Linked DNA regions of Pan troglodytes: region 1 is linked to region 2. The links are chromatin contacts, called in public Hi-C maps. All regions are on one chromosome and are shown on one strand. The core of a region is the stretch at or near the end of the contact, and the rest is flanking DNA. Distances in the headings are between cores, read along the strand shown. Region 1 holds the start of ALKBH2 (alkB homolog 2, alpha-ketoglutarate dependent dioxygenase). Region 2 holds the start of SART3 (spliceosome associated factor 3, U4/U6 recycling protein).

What was found. A called contact is a pair of places that touch in the nucleus more often than the background predicts.
Region 1: a contact with region 2 is called in a Hi-C map of stem cell-derived neural progenitor cells, with 6 times the contacts expected there. The contact joins the promoter of ALKBH2 here to the promoter of SART3 in region 2. A contact is called at or near these places in 1 of 7 Hi-C or Micro-C datasets (stem cell-derived neural progenitor cells) and 1 of 1 datasets of contacts at active chromatin or transcription factors (stem cell-derived excitatory neurons).

The regions. Positions count from the first base shown.
Region 1 is chr10:115,900,687-115,906,229 of NHGRI_mPanTro3-v2.0_pri, reverse strand. ALKBH2 (alkB homolog 2, alpha-ketoglutarate dependent dioxygenase) reads left to right here and starts at 2,114. Exons shown (of 4, transcript XM_001136046.4): 1 at 2,114-2,759; 2 at 3,069-3,499. The coding sequence starts at 3,220.
Region 2 is chr10:115,367,219-115,372,422 of NHGRI_mPanTro3-v2.0_pri, reverse strand. SART3 (spliceosome associated factor 3, U4/U6 recycling protein) reads left to right here and starts at 2,303. Exons shown (of 18, transcript XM_016924118.3): 1 at 2,303-2,939. The coding sequence starts at 2,628. ISCU (iron-sulfur cluster assembly enzyme) reads right to left here and starts at 2,331. Exons shown (of 5, transcript XM_509343.5): 1 at 1,052-2,331. The coding sequence starts at 1,165.

The DNA.
Region 1 (5,543 bases), core at 865-3,364, 530 kb before region 2:
AAACAAAAAAAAGAAAAAGAAAAAAAAGACAATCCTTAGGTTAAAACCCTTCTTTGGTTTTCAAAAAGGCTTAGAATAAACCCCAGCTTCCTACCCAGGTCTCAGTGCTGCCTCCTCTCTGATGGAAGCCCCCACTACTGAGTCCAGCTCCCAGCACAATTGCTGGACACACCCAGCTTGTCCCCCTGTGGCCTGCACACCCTTGCATTCACCGTCCCCTTGCCTGGAAAGCCTCAGGTCTCAGCTCAGGATCTTTCCCTGAAAAGGACTTCTCCTCCTGCCCCACTTTCTAGCCCATTGCTCTATAACTGCTATACTATACAAAAGCATCTTATTTATTTTTTCTTTTTACACAATTTCTTTAGAGACAGCATATTATTTATTCTTTCCTTGTGTGTTTCTGTCTCCATCCCCAAAATGTAACCTGAGTGAAGAAAGGAACTTGCTGCTTCTTGTTGCTGGTGTGTCCCAGTGCCTAGGACAAGAAGCTGAAGTCTAAGGGAGAGAGGCTCAAAGCTGAAAATCATTTGCCCTTAGAGCCACTATGACCCAGCACTCCCACACCTAGGCATTTACCCAAGGGAAATGAAAAACTATATTCACAAAGCTTGTATGTGAATGTTTATAGTGATTTTACTCATAGTAACCTAAAACCAGAGAAACAACCCTATGTGGGGCCTACTCCTGTGGGGCATCCCTTCTATACCAGTAATAAAAAGGAACAAGTAAGTAATACAAATGTGCGTATACGACTGGGCACAGCGGCTCACGACTACAATTCCAGCACTTTGGGAGGCCAAGGCAGGCGGATTTCTTCAGCTCACCAGCTGAAGACTATGGAGACCAGCCTGGGCAACATGGCAAAAACCCATCTCTACAAAAAATACAAAAATTAGCCGGGTGTAGTGGTGCATGCCTGTAGTCCCAGCTACTTGGGAGGCTGAGGTGGGAGTGGAGCCTGGGAAGTGGAGGTTGCAGTGAGCCGAGATCATGCAACTGCACTCCAGTTAGGCAGTAGAGGCAGACCTTGTCTCACAAAAAAAAGCGGGGGGGTGGGGGGGGCGCATAAATGAATCTTAAAAGCAATATGCTTCAGTGAAAGAAGTCCCACAAAGGCATTTCTCATAGAGGCTGAGAGGTCCGAGGTTGAGGGGCTGCATCTGGTGAAAACCCTCTTGCTGGTGGGGACTCTGTTGAGTCCTGAAGCCGTGTAGGGCATCACATCGCGAGGGGCCTGAGTGTGCTAGCTCAGGTCTCTCTTCTTCCTTTTATAAAGCCACCAGTCCCACTCCCACGGTAAGCCATTAACCCGTTAACCCCTGAGCCCATTAATCTATTAATTCATTTATGAGGACATTATGACAGAGCTCTCATGTCCCAATCGCCTCTTCAAGGCCCCACCTCTCAATACTGCCACACTGAGGATTAAATTTCAATGCGGATTTTGGAGGAACAGATATTCAAACCACGGCAATTCCCTGTATATGAAATTCTGGAAAAGGGAAAACTATAGGGAGAGAAGACAGATCAGTGGTTGCTGATGCTGGGTGATGGGCGAAGTTGATTAAGAGGCTGGAGCAGTTTTATGGAGGGACGGAACTGTCTTAGATCTTGATTGTGGTGGTGATCATACAATATTGTACATTTGTTGAAATCTGTCAAAACAAAGCCTCTGATCTCATGGAGTTTTCGTTCCATTGAGGGGAGCTGGTCGTGGTGGCTCACGCCTGTAATCCCAACAATTTGGGAGGCCCAGGTGGGAGGATCACTTGAGCCCAGGAGCTTGAGACCAGCCTGGGCAACACAGCAAGGCCCTATCTCTACTAAAAATAATTTTAAAATTATTTAGGGTGGGGTGGGATGTGCCTGTAGTCCCAGCTACTCCAGAGGCTGAGATGGGAGGATCGCTCTAACCCAGGAGTTCAAGGCTGCAGTGAGCTATGATCATGCCATTGCATTCCAGCTTGGGCAACAGAGTGAGCTCCTGTCTCAAAAAAACAAAACAAACAAGAACAACATCAAAAAACAAGAAAACAAAGACAAACGAGCAATAATGGAACCAACATTTATTTAGAGGACAGAGCATTTCTCATGCATCCTGTCATCTCCTCAGGCGCTCTCATGACATAGGTGCTGTAGTCCCCACTTCACAGATGAGGCAACTTAACCCCAGAGAGGTTAAGTGACCTGTGGGAGGCCACACAGCCAGGGCGGAGGAGACAGAAACAGAATCCACGATATCCGACTGCAGAACTCCTGCTCCCACTCGTGACAATACACTGGTGGCCCAACGCCCTTTCCGGACACCAAAGTAACCCTCACTGAGAAGTGACGCCAAGCCACAGTTCTCACCCCAGCCGTGATGCTCGACAGTGGCCCAACAGATGATCAGCGAGAAAGCGGCAGTGCTTGCCACGCACGGGAGGCCAGCAGGTGGCACCAGAGGGCCGCCCGGCTGCTCTCTTTGCGCCCTAGCCCGCCTTAGTTCCCAGCGTGCTCCGGAAGTGACGCGACCGATTCGCTGGGGCGCGTCTTTCCCACCACCACCAGGCCCCCAGGGTGACTGCGGGATTCCGATCTGCGCTGGAGCTGCGATGCTAGAGCACTCTTGCTACCCCCACCCCACGGACGTGTTGCAGTGATATCCGAATTTTGCGTGCGGTTTACCCGTGTTTAACCTCTTTGTGTCTCGCTTCTGAATCGTATCCACTTGAGCATCACTAGACTGATCTATTTTAACACTGGTGAGGGGCAGCGAGGTCAGTTATGGGTCCTTCCTCCTTAAAGGGGTGGACAGTTGACTTTGGGCAAACCTCTTCCCCTCTGTGGGCAACAGTTTCCCCTTCTGCAAAATGAGGGTTTGGATTGTAGTTTCTAAGTTTAGCTGTGGCGTGCGAATTCCCAGAAGGTAGTTCTTTAAAAATTCAGGTGCTCAGGCGTGGAGTGCAGACCTCTGGGTTTTTGCAAGCTAGCCAGCTGATTCTGATGCACAGGTGGACGTGGGAGACCCTGGATCAGATTGTCCCTAGGGTCCCTTCCGGCTTTAACATCTTCTGTTTCCTTTCTAGGACATGGTTTTAAACTTTAAAATGAAAATGTGAAACTAGGAATGTTGCTGTGAGACCCCTTGGACAAACAGATTTTTGCACTGGGGACAGAACTTGAGCAATTTCTGTCTTGGCCTCGCCACTGACGTCCCTTCTTTCCTGTGGGGACAGGATGGACAGATTCCTGGTGAAAGGGGCTCAAGGGGGCCTTTTGAGGAAGCAGGAGGAGCAAGAGCCAACTGGAGAAGAGCCAGCTGTGTTGGGAGGAGACAAAGAAAGCACAAGGAAGAGGCCCAGGAGAGAGGCCCCAGGGAATGGAGGCCACTCAGCAGGCCCTAGCTGGCGGCACATTCGGGCTGAGGGCCTGGACTGCAGTTACACGGTCCTGTTTGGCAAAGCTGAGGCAGATGAGATTTTCCAAGAGTTGGAGAAAGAAGTAGAATATTTTACAGGTAAGCAGAGGGGTGTGTGTGTGTGTGTGTGTGTGTGTGTGCTTGTGCATTGAGGGCTTGTTTGGTGCAATTAATGATCGTATGTTTGGAGAAATCTGAACTCAGGATCCATTATTTACTGATGGGTTCACTAATGGATTCATCCAATATTCTCTGAGCACCTGTGGGCTAAGCCCCTTAGGTGCTTGGGACATAAACTTGAAAGAAACTGGATTGCCTGTCTACTAGGAGCTGACAGATGACTCGAGTGAATCTCCCCTTGGCTACTGATGAGTATCTTCTGGGAAAGTTTACAGAACAAAGTGAAAAAACGTGCTGGGTTCTACTGCAGAGCACTTCAATCAGAATCGCTCCGAGTGCAGGCTGACCACTTGTTTGTTTAAAAAGCTTCCAGGTGATTCTCATGGGCAGTCAGGGTTTGAGAATCACTGGTCTCATAGGAGAGATGGCAAATAACCAGGTAATTTCTCCACACCAGTGGTTCTCAGCATCACCTGGTGGACTTGCTGTTGGCAGGACTTGGATTGCTGGACCCTACCCCTGTGGTTTAGTTTAGTTTCTAAGGAGATTCCAGGTGCTGCTGGTGCTGCTGGTCTGGGGAGCACATGTTGAGAACCACACCTCTATCCTGTAATGAGGACACAAGGATCTGGCAGAGAGGCATAGAAAAGCCCACAGGAAGCTAGGCGTGGTGGCTCGCGCCTGTAATCCCAGCACTTTGGGAGCGCGAGACGGGCGAATCACTTGAGGTCAGGAGTTCGAGACCAGCTTGGCCAATATGGTGAAACCCTATCTCTACTAAAATACAACAACAACAACAAAAAATTAGCTGTGCGTAGTGGTGCATGCCTGTAGTCCCAGCTACTTAAGAGGCTGAGGCAGGACAATCACTTGAAACCGGGAGGCAGAGGTTGCAGTGAGCCGAGATCGCACCACTGCACTCCAGCCTGGGCAACAGAGTGAGACTGTGTCTCAAAACAAAACAAAACAAAAAACGAAAGCCCACAGGCCAGGCATGGTGGCACACACCTGTAATCCCAGCTACTCTGGAGGCTGAGGCAGGAGGATCACTTGAGGCCAGGAGTTCAAGTCCAGCCTGGGCAACATAGTGAGACCCCCCTCGTCACTTTATTCTTTTATGCTTTGAGACAGGGTCTCGCTCTGTCACCTAGGCTGGAGGGCAGGGGCACGATCTTGGCTCACTGCAGCCTCGTCCGCCTGGGCTCAAGTGATTCTCCCACCTCAGCATCCTAAGTAACTGGGACCACAGATGTACACCACCAAGCCTGGATAATTTTTAAATTATCTGTAGGTCTCACTGTGTTACCCAGGCTGTTAATTGAACTCCTGGCCTTGAGTGATCCTCGCCTTGGCCTCCCAAAGTGCTGGGATTGCAAGCATGAGCCAGCGCGCCTGGCTCACCATCTCCTTAAAAAAAGAAATGCCCACAAGAGACCCCAGGAGTGTGAGCCCCATCTTTCATGGGGTCACATGCCCTTAGTCCCTACAGTTGACAAGCTATCCTAGCCTGTAAACTAACTTTATCGTGCTCCAATTTCAGCCTCTTTATTCTGCCCTTACTGTAGTTAAGGCAGTTAAGTTACAGTGTTCACTAAAAAAATGGCCCAGGACCATGTTTCTCTCCTTGTAGAACAAGAGTCACTGTTCTTACATGAACATTTGGGGCAGTTGGCTTGGTGCAGTGGTGCACACCTATAATCCCAGACTTTGGGAGACTGAGGTGGGCGGACCACTTGAGCCCAGGAGTTCAAGACCAGTCTAGGCAACATGATAAAACCCTGTGTCTACAAAAAAATACAAAAAAAGTTAGCCGGGCATGGTGGCATGCCCCTGTGGTCCCAGCTACTCAGGAGGCTGAGGCAGGAGGGCTGCTGGAGCCCTGGAGGTGGAGGTTGCAGCGAGCTTACAAAAAAGTTAGCCAGGCATGGTGGCACGCCCCTGTGGTCCCAGCTATTCAGGAGGCTGATGCGGGAGGATAGCTGGAGCACGGGAGGTGGAGGTTGAAGTGCGCTGAGATTGTGCT
Region 2 (5,204 bases), core at 1,054-3,553:
AAACAGTGCCATTACCGTATTTCACAGCCTGTCATCACCCTGGTGCAGCAGCGCACCCTGGCTGCTGAAAGGCTGCTAGTCCAAGTTTCTTCAGGGTGTACCCTCAACAAAACACACCCCCGGGAGGGGGAGGAGTGAAGAAGCCCTTGGAGAAAGGGCAGAAGCCAGATCAGAATAAACATCCATTCGAACTGGCACAGAGAAGGCCTTAATAACCTTGAGGTTTGGTTACTGGTTAGTAGTAAGCACGCCGATCTTCCAGTCCCCTTTTCCCCCCATCTGACTAAGGATTTTGACTCCAAGTAAAAGGGACCTCAGGATAGTATCTAATGTAGGGGCCTTTTGTGCCACGTTGATTTATGGCATTCTTTAGTTGTTTCTCGAGTGGGAGTCTCACGTCTGGGGGACTTTGTGCCACCAGACAGCAAGGGGCTGCAGACTATGAATCTATCCCTCCTTCCCCGCCAAAAAACCCCCCAAACAAAACAAAAACATTACGCATGTTGGTTACAAGCCTGACTCCCCTATGCACTCCTAAAGCAGTAACAGAAACGGTCTCCTCGTGCTGGGGCCTATGTGCCAGGAACCATGCCAGGACTCCACGCACAGTATCCTTTGTAAGGGACAGCTGAGAGCCCCCCATTTACACCTGGGGAAACAGGTTCAGAGAGGCGCAGTGACTAGCCCAAGGTCATCTGGCCAGGGCAGCGGAGTGGCTGAAGCCGGAGCCCGCTCCGGGGGTGTGTCTGTCCCTGGACTCAGAAAGACAAGTCCCAACAGGACCCTGCCTCCTGGGCTGTTGGCGAATTTAAAATTGGGACGCACGAAGTCGCGGCCAGCGGCGGGGCCCCCTGGAAGTCGCCGCCCGATGAGCGGTAACTGTTGTTTATCAGTTGCAGTGAGCCCCACTGCGCAGCAAGGGAAAGCGAGTCAGGGCAAAGACGTAGGAGGGGACAGCTCCCAGTCCTAGCTGCGCAGAACCCCGCGGCCGCCCCTCCAGCCCAGGCCTCCGCCGAGTCGGCATTCCGCGCGTCGCCTCTTTTGTCCCTACCTTCTTGTGATAGAGTCGGGCCGGGGCCGACAGCTCCCGGGCGGGCAGGCGGGGGCTCCGCAGCAGCAGAGCCGATGCCGCCCGCCTCAGACGGCCAGCCCCAGCCGCCGCCATCTTGCCGGCTTGCGCCTGCGCCAGTCCAGAGCGACGCCGAGGGGCGGGGCGCGTCTGCGAGTCGGCTCCGAGCTGGGAGCGCGCCTCTCTGTCGTCACCGAAGCTTTGCGCCTGCGCCTTACCGCTCCGTGCACGCGTCCGCCTTCTGGCCCCGCCTTGACCACGCCTCTCGGGGGCGGGCGGGGTCGGGAGCGGGAAGGTCTGAAGTCGCTGGAGGGCTTGTCCTGGGTGCTGGATTCTGGTTGAGACAGGACCTCAGGCTTCTGCAGTGTGGGGCTCAAGTTCGCTTTCACAAAGCCCGCTGCGGGAATGCGGCGCAGAGGAGCACCGAGTCCACTTTTCCTAACCCTATTTTGCAGCTAAGGAAGCCGAGATTCAGGGCAGTTTAGTAACTCCGTCCAAGGTCGCTAAGGACTTATGTTCAATTAGAATTCGAACTTGGGTAATCCTGGGTTAGAATCCTGGTTCGGTTCCTTCCTGGCTGTGTGTCCCTAGACGAATGGTACCGGCTCGCTAAGTCTGAATCTTCCCTTTTGTATTAATTCGAGGACAATTGCTTCATCATGAAGCCAGCATCTGTGTCGAGTACCTACTATGTGTCAAGGCGCTCTACTAGACCCGGGGATCCAACGGAAAGCAAAACAGACATAATTCCTGCCCATTAAGCCTGCTAATGAGGGAGCAAGGTAGAGATAGAGACACACACCAATACTTTCCTACCTCAAAAGTGGGAAGCTTAAGAAGGAAACGAATACCATGTCCTGATTGAAAAAAAAAGTATGTCTATTTTTCTCTCTAAACAGCAAACTCAATTTATATGTCAGTGCCTAGCAATTAAGAATTTCTAAAGAAATGCGTATTAATGTAATTTACTGTTGGTTTGCAGTATGTGATCTTATAAAACCGGAAAACTCACGTGTATTTAACGTCTACTAGGTACCAGACGTTTACATAAAGGGGAGGAATCTGGGAAATGGATTTTTCTCTTGAATGGTGAAATCGATCCTTCCCCGAGGACCTGCAGTTTTCTTTGCGTTTGAGGCGCAGTTGCTGGGGAGAGTAAACCCAAGCGCCAGGTCACACTAGGCGATAAGTAAGGCATTTAATCGAAGAATCACTTTGACCTTCTCAAGATGGCGCCAAATTCTTCACTACAGACATCACTCTCGCTCCATGACTTCCTCTATGGCTTCCACTTCCTGCCCAAAGACCCAACTTCTGTCCGAAGTTGTGGCGGAACGCATGCCATTATAATGAGTTTTTTTATCTGGTGGGAGCTTTTACAAGGGTATAAAATAATGTGAATTTAGTGTATGTGGAGATTTTCCCGTTATCTAAGTTCCCAGTTTCTCTTTCAATGGCAAGAAAACGGGCTTTTGATAAGGCGCGCGCCGCGGGCAGCTTCTGCCTCAGCCTGTCTTCCGCGGCCGCGGGAAGACCCGAGAGTCATTAGAAGCGCAAGATGGCGACTGCGGCCGAAACCTCGGCTTCAGAACCCGAGGCTGAGTCCAAGGCTGGGCCCAAGGCTGACGGAGAGGAGGATGAGGTTAAGGCGGCTAGGACAAGGAGGAAGGTGTTATCGCGGGCTGTGGCCGCTGCGACATACAAGACCATGGGGCCAGCGTGGGATCAGCAGGAGGAAGGCGTGAGCGAGAGCGATGGGGATGAGTACGCCATGGCTTCCTCCGCGGAGAGCTCCCCCGGGGAGTACGAGTGGGAATATGACGAAGAGGAGGAGAAAAACCAGCTGGAGATTGAGAGACTGGAGGAGCAGGTGGGCCCGGGGGTGGGCAGCGGGCATCTTCCAGTCTTTCAGGTCCTCGGGTCCCCATGTCCTGGCCCGCCTCCCTAGTCCTCGGCGGCGATAAAGCCGCCAAGGCTGCAAACCCGCTTTTCGTGACAGTAGCTCCTGTCGGATTTGAGTGCTTACTGCCTGCCCATTGCCTTGCAAACGTTATCTCATTGAATCCTCGCCACGACCCTGTGAAGGAAGCCCTGTTATCTATCCCCATTTTACTGGAGGAAACTGAGGCTCGTGGAGGAAAGTCTCTTGCTCAGGATAACACTTTCTGCAAGTCAGGCCTTGTACTTTGATCCCATTCCAGAACTCCCACTCTTAACCACACGTCCAACAGTAGAAATAAACTCATTCGCAAGAGAGTGTTATTTTGTTATGTAGGAATGACGGCGATGATGAAACTTGTGGTAAGAAAAATATTGACCGCGATGGTGATAATAGAAATGGAAAGGTTTCTGGTTCTGGAGGTTAAGGCCTCAGTTCTAGCTATTCAACTCTTGTATGTGCTTGTAAGAATTTCTTAATTTCTCTCACCCTCTCGACTTCCTTATCTGCAGATTGGGAGCAACAATTTCTGCATAATATAATTGTTGTAACAGTAACCATAGCTCAGTGCCTAGCATCTAGTCATAACATGGTCTCTCACTTGTAACCTTATGAGGTGGTGATATCTACTGTATAATCCAGGATCTCAGCAGGAAATAGGTGGCACATTTAAATTAGGATGATCTGAGAGAAAGTCAATAAAGGTGTGGGTAGGGAAATCGGGAGTGAAAGTTTAGTATCCCATGGCTGATAACTCCAGAACCTGGTGTCCATCTTTGGGCTGGAAGGGGTGAAGGGTGTGATCTGAATTGTGTGGAGAGGGCACCTGAGACCTGCTGATAACTTTGTTCAAGGGAAGCAGCCCCAGTTTCCTGTCAAGGATTGAGGTGGGGGAAGAAATACCCTGACCTCTCTTTCTTCCTCCCACCAAACTTCTGCTGGTGCCTCCTGCTGGGCAGACCCATCCGGAAGCTGGAGAGCCAGGAAACCTGTACATGAGGTCTATACTCGGGGACACAGGGCAGGGAGGAGAGGGTAGGGTGTTTTTTGGAGGGGGCAAACAGAAGAGATGGAGCACATTCTCTCTCTTTTTTTTTTTTTTTTTTTTGAGACAGAGTCTCGCCCTGTCACCCAGACTGGAGTGCAATGGCACCATCTCGTGTCACTGCAACCTCTGCCGCCCTGGTTCAAGCGATTCTCCTGCCTCAGCCTCCCCAGTAGCTGGGATCCAGGCACGCACCATTGCGCCCGGCTAATTTCTGTATTTTTAGTAGAGACGGGGTTTCACCATGTTGGTCAGGCTGCTCTTGAATTCCTGACCTCAGGTGATCCACCCACCTTGGCCTCCCGTAGTGCTGAGATTACAGGTGTGAGCCGCTACGCCCGGCCCGCATTCTCTTTTTACAGATGAAGAAACAGAGGTTCAGAACAAATGATGAAATGATTTCCTTTAAGTTATTCATAGTGGGATTTACACTTAAAATGTGGACTAGATGCCACACTGGATGTGAAATCACTCAGTGAATGTGAAGTTGCTAATCTAGTTTACTCATTAAACCTTACTGAGTGTCAGTTTCCTTATAATACTCTCTCTGGCACTGATATTTTTGTTATGAGATAGTGATGTCATCCATTGGTATAGCTTGTCCCACCCATTACATCTGATTGTCAGAGGAACCTGTTGGGGTTGGCAGGTGGTTAGCATTTCTACTTTTTTTTTTTTTTCTTTTTTGAGACGGAGTCTTGCTCTGTGGCCCAGGCTGGAGTGCAGTGGCACGATCTCGGCTCACTGCAAGCTCCGCCTCCCGGGTTCATGCCATTCTCCTGCCTCAGCCTCCCGAGTAGCTGGGACTACAGGCGCCCGCCACCAAGTCCGGCTAATTTTTACTATTTTTAGTAGAGATGGGGTTTCACCGTTTTAGCCAGGATGGTCTCGATCTCCTGACCTCGTGATCCGCCCGCCTCCGCCTCCCAAAGTGCTGGAATTACAGGCGTGAGCCACCGCGCCCGCCCTCTACTTTTTATAAATAAGTGTGCTGAAGCTAATTTAGTCTTACTCATTCAGCAAACACAGCGTGACACTGGGTACCAGATTGACTGTGTCCCTGCCCTTGTTGATGTCATTTCTTCAGACTGCTAGTCCTGGGCCTTTCGATGAGCCTATTCTGTGAGGTGGGGAAAGAGAGATTTGGGACC